Regions from separate parts of the Mus musculus genome. Here region 1 is linked to region 2. Evidence: chromatin contacts called from public targeted proximity ligation data. All regions are on one chromosome and are shown on one strand. The core of a region is the stretch at or near the end of the contact, and the rest is flanking DNA. Distances in the headings are between cores, read along the strand shown. Region 1 holds the start of Vwce (von Willebrand factor C and EGF domains). Region 2 holds the start of Syt7 (synaptotagmin VII).

Evidence for each region.
Region 1: a contact with region 2 is called in a targeted proximity ligation map of pancreatic cancer cells. A contact is called at or near these places in 2 of 130 datasets of targeted methods (embryonic stem cells and pancreatic cancer cells).

Annotation. Positions count from the first base shown.
Region 1 is chr19:10,632,830-10,635,529 of GRCm38.p6, reverse strand. Vwce (von Willebrand factor C and EGF domains) reads right to left here and starts at 1,297. Exons shown (of 20, transcript NM_027913.2): 1 at 947-1,297. The coding sequence starts at 1,056.
Region 2 is chr19:10,387,601-10,390,300 of GRCm38.p6, reverse strand. Syt7 (synaptotagmin VII) reads right to left here and starts at 1,278. Exons shown (of 12, transcript NM_001373944.1): 1 at 788-1,278. The coding sequence starts at 818.

The DNA of each region.
Region 1 (2,700 bases), core at 48-2,547, 250 kb before region 2:
CAGCTGAGGCAGAGAATCCGGCAGCTGGGATCTACAGAACAACTTAATAGCTAAGCCAAAGGGGGCTCTGAAAGGGGCGTGAGGTGCCATCGAAGTGGTAAATGGTAGGGTGCCTGTGGAAGCTGGTGGAGTTCCACTTCAGATAGGCAAGGGTAGGGTGCCCACCAGAAAGCCCCAAGGAGCTTTTCGTGTGTGGCACAGTGATGCCAGGGAGACAGGTGGTGGGAGATCTGCAGGAACTGCAAGAGATCGCAGAACCCACGTGCTGGGCGGTAAGCTCTTCCTCCAGGGCAGCCCCTCTGAGCGCCCCTGGGAAGATGTGGCCGTGGGCCAGGCCACCCGCTGACAACGTGTACCCTTGCTATAAGCATCACGCACACACGATCACCACTCCCTCATCACCCCTTAGTGGTAGAGGACTAAGACAAACTTAGGGAAAATGATTGGGTTTGGAAAGACACGCCTCCCGCCTGTCGCCTGCGGCCTCCCGCCTCCCCGGCCTGTGCACACATGCGCAGATACCAAAGCATAACCCTGAGCCACCGGTGGCTCCAAGGTCCACCGGGTGCAGAGAGCAAGAGACACTGAGAAAACCCCCAACCCCAAAGCAACGTGTGCAGAAACGGAGGGGGTCCCGCACCACCAAGGAAGAAAGCCAGGCAGTTGAGACCAATTGGCATGTGCTGGGGTTCCCTAGCCAGAGGGTCAGCCTATTCCCATAGTACAAGATTCCTTGGAGCCGCGATCTCCATCTCCCAGATTCCTTAGCCAGAGCAGTCCCCAGCCAGGGCCACCCAACTGGCACAAACTACTGTCTCTTTGTCCAGACCCCTGGTGTGCCCTCGCCACAGAGGCTACAGGTCCAGCAGCTGCCCTATGCTAGTGTCTTCCAGCTCCACGCAGTGGCGCTAGAAGGCTGGGCCGCTGAAAGGCACCGGGCTCTTACCTCTCCGCAGAGTAGTGCCCTGGCGCCTTCCTCCCGGTATAGCCTCGGGCTGAAGACCCCAGCAACGGGATCAAGATGTAGGCGACATGGAGCAACAGTCTAGCCCACATGACTGGCAGCAGAGGTCCTGGACTCTACTGGGCTCAGGTCCCGCACCGGGGAGGGGGCTACCGACCTTGTCCCTCCTCCTGGAAGCGATCTGGTTCCCCCACAGCTGGCAGGGACTGAGGACGACGAGAAGAGGGCTGGTGGTTAGGGGAGGACTGCCTAGGCGGGTGGGGGTGGGGGTCCTTGCACCTTGGAAAGAAACACACAAAAGGAGCGCCGCCCGCCGGTGCCTCTCCGGGAGGCGTGGAGCCTGGGGCGGGAGCAAAGATCAGGGACCCCGAGGGCGGGGTTTCACCCTCGGCCCACACCCCCAGCCTGGGTTTGGGAGTCGCTTTCCACAGAATGACTGAAGGCTTCGAACCAAGTTGGAAAGAAACTTCAGGAACAAGGTTTTTGAGTTTCCATAGAATCCAATCTGAATTCTCAGTAGGTGAGACTTGTGGACACTCAAACCCAGGGCACTGAAGCGAGGCAGTTTTGACTCTCCCCAAGCCCACTAGATGGTAAGGATAGTGTATTGGTGGTTTAGTCTGCTTCCTTGCCAAAGGACATTAGCCTGTTTTGAACCCACAAGCTACCTGCTGGGAGTCAAATGGTTGAGTGGACAGCTTCCTAGCTCACCTGGGAGGTAAGAAAGCAGTGCGCAGGTGGCAAGGGAGCTAGGGGCGCAGAACTAGAAGGTTCAGTGTTTGGGCTCAGGCTTCGAAGTTGGCTCAGGCTAGAAGAGGTTTAGGCTGAAGAATGTAGAGCAAAATGATAGAACTGAGAAAGATCTAGTTGGGAGGAAGCGAAAAGAAGGCTCGAGTTTTACCTTGTTCTGGTAGCAAGCCCCGCCTAACCCTACCCAGTCTGGATTAGTCAAGCGTCTGTGTAAAGACTTCTAGGAATAAGAAAAATTGGCTGAACTAGTTTTTAAAAACTGTACTTCCCAAGCACGACTAAATCCTTCGCTTCTGCCTCGTGCTGATCCCAAGATCATTGGCATTGGTGACCACAGATAAACTGTGCACAGATGACCTGGATGCTAGCTGCCTTCTCACAGACACTTTCCTTTTAGTTTCTGAGCAAACGTTAACTCGGGTGTTTGATGCTTGTTGGTCCCCCGACCCTTAATTTGCAGTAAGAGGAAAAGTTCAAGTACTTTTGGATGTTGTGGTGCCATGGCTAATTGTTATTTTCAACTTGAATGGATATAGAAGCTCCTAGGCAATAAACCTTTGTGTGTGTCAGAGCTGTTTCCAGAAGGATTTAACTGAGTTGTGAAGACCCATCCTAAATGTGAGTGGCATTGTCACATGGGCCGGACCAAATACAAAGACCATAAAGTGAGTGCTAACATTCATCTGGCTCTCTATGCTTCCCCTGCCAAGATGGCTGCACCTGTGAGCCAGATAAACCATTCCTTCCTTGCTTGCTTGCTTTTATGGAGGTTATTCTGCCATAACAACTAGCTGTTGGCATAACAACTGGCCAGCCATCTTTCTACCTTAACCCACGTGGCTGAACCGAGACTTACATTTGGACCTGTATCTCATCTTGTTTGGGCCCATTCTATTATCTAGTCAAGCTCACAGCAAGCATAGTGCCAAAGATGAATGTGACTTCTCTGTACCTACACATCGAGTCCTAAGGACCTTCAGACTCCT
Region 2 (2,700 bases), core at 29-2,528:
GCTAAGCCGACAGTGGGCTCGCAGGCCACTCCCTTTCAGAAAGGCAAAGGGGTGCGGCCCCCTTCCCCCCTTCCCTGGTAGGACTGGAGTGAGTTTGGTATTCTTTGCGTCCCCCCTCCCCAAGCTTAGGAGAACACTGCCCGCCGCCCCCATTGTCATCCACTGCTGCGCTTTCTCTTCAGGTACCCCTGCCTCCCCCTTCACCGCTCCTGCGGTTCCCCACCTCCCAGAAGCCTCTATCCCCCGCCGCTGCACCAGATTCCCACTTGCCCCCTGGAGCCCTCTCAATTCACAGTTGGCACCGCAGATGACACTCCGCTCCTCTGTGCCCACATCTTGGCCCAAAGCTGCCAGGATCTTCTTTGCCCTGAGGTCCCCCAACACTGACATCCCCGGGGCACTGGTGCTGGGGAGCAGGGGGTACCTCTGAGGGCACTGCCCGGCTCCCACGGGGACAGCAGCTCCTCGCTCCGCCACACACGTTGTCCTTGGGCTGCTGGGGGTGGGGGGGGAGGTCTTTGTGGGGACACTGCGAAGTCGGCCCCGGGCATCCAGCCTATCAATGTCCCGACTGCGGGGTTTGAATAAGAGTCTCTGCCACTAGAACCCACGCCCCCGGGGCACGGATGACCCTGGTAGAAAGGGGTGCAATTCGTGCGGCTCCAGCCGACAGCAGCCCCAGGCTGGGGCTCCGAGACGGCGCCCAGGCGCTGCAGCCGTCCTACCCGCCGGTGCGGGGCGCCCCAGCCCGTGCGGGGTGCCCCAGCCCTCGCGGGGCCGCGCTTACCTGGGCTGGCCGCCTCCGGGTCCCGGTACATGGTCCCCTTCGTCGCCGGCTCCCTCCGGGCTCCTCAGAGCCGCCTGCGGCCGCGCGCTTCTCTGCCGCCGCTGCAGGGCATGGGGCCGGGCGACCCCCGGGGGCGGGTCCGAGGGCGGGGGCCGCGCGGGCTGCACCGAGCCGCGGAGCCGGGGAGCGGGGGCCGCCCGCCAGCCCTCCGGGCCGCCCGCGGAGCACGCTGCCGCCGCCGCCGAGCCGCGCGGAGCCTCCTCCCTCTGGCCTGCGCGCCGCGTGTGCGCGCCGGAGCGTGTGTGAGTGTGTACGAGGCGATGTGTGTGTGTGTGTGTATGTGTGTATGTATGTGTGTGCGTGCGTGTGTGAGTGAGTGAGTGTGTGTGTATGTGTGTGTGTATGTGTGTGTGAGAGAGAGAGCGAGAGAGTGTGTGCGCGCCCGGGGCACCGCCGGCGCCGCCCGCCCGCCGTGGAGCGCCACGGCCACTGCCGCTGCTGCGCCCACTGTCGGCCGCGCGCTGCACTGCAGCCCTAGACTGGCCGCCGCCGCCCGGAGCCGCCCCGAGGGCACGGCCGCCGCCCCGCGCACCCCAGGCGCTCACTGGGCCCCGCCTGGAAGGACGGCAGAGCTCCACCGCTATGCTCGTCTAGTTTACGGAAGACGCGATCCATTCGGCCCGTGCACCACGGGTGGCGGTGGTGTCTCACGCCACAGGGTCGCCCAGCTGGCCACCTCCTCCGAGGTGCCCTCTGACTCCGCTCCGAAAGGCGTGGAGATCCACCCCAGATTTTCCGCTCGGTGGCTACTCGAGGGCGTTAGCTCGGGACAAGGAACAGCGGAGGGCCAGAGAAGAAGGGTTGGTGGGTATCAAAACCAGGAGTGGAGTATGTTGCCAGCGCTGGGCCTCGGTCTGACGGGCTTGTCTTTCCTAGAGCTGGCCAGCTGCAGGAACGAATAGGACTAGAATCTCCATCTTCCGTGGGGTACTAAGTATCAAGAACCTTCCCACTTATTCCAGCTCCAAGAGAGAAGAAAGCAACCGTTTAGCCCCTATTCATTCCTTTTCCGACCCCATTCTTCCGGTCCTTTCCCTTGACCCAGGGCACCCTTGATAAGAACGAAAACCCCCCTTCTCCTGTCAACCTTGAGAATATCTTGGTGTGCTCTCTGCCCCTGTATCTTTTCAACATTGTCCAAATAGGAAAGACTCTGTTTTTCTCTACACAATAGAGATTGTTTGATTCTGGGGCAGGGAGGAGACTTTTAAGACCCACGACTGAAACATGGGGATAAAATACCATGCCGCCTTGCACACGTCTACACAGGTACTCACTTCCCTGCCCCCAACACTCTCAAGCATACAAACTACCTAGGTCATGAAAAGCAATAGACCCCTCCTACGGTGCATGTCTTGCCATACCCTATACTGAAAAGGTTGAATGGCTAAGACAGCACAATCTTTGGGTTACAAATGTCAGCATTCCTCCTTCCATGCAGTTCACAAGTGAACCAGGCTTTTCAACATTGAAGGTTTCTGCTCCTCAAAAGCCACCTATCTGGCTTTATACTGTGTGTATGGCTCGTGCCCTGCCATACCTCCACCTCCCACACAGTACAGGCAGCCAGCACCCATGGGGATGAACCTTTGTTCCAAAAGTCGCTCATTGTGCTCGTGCACACACACATACAAAACACACACACCATTTCTTGGAACTCACATAGAAACACACACACACACACACATATTCACCTCCACCCACAGCTTTTCCGGTTGAGAAATAGATAAGGAAAATTCCCCAGCAAAACTTCTCTAAGACGGTTCTGGTGAAGAACATACTTCCTGGGATTGAAGAGTCTAATAAAACGGAAGTGGGGAAAAGGCACGTGGACAGTTGGGTCTGTATTTCCC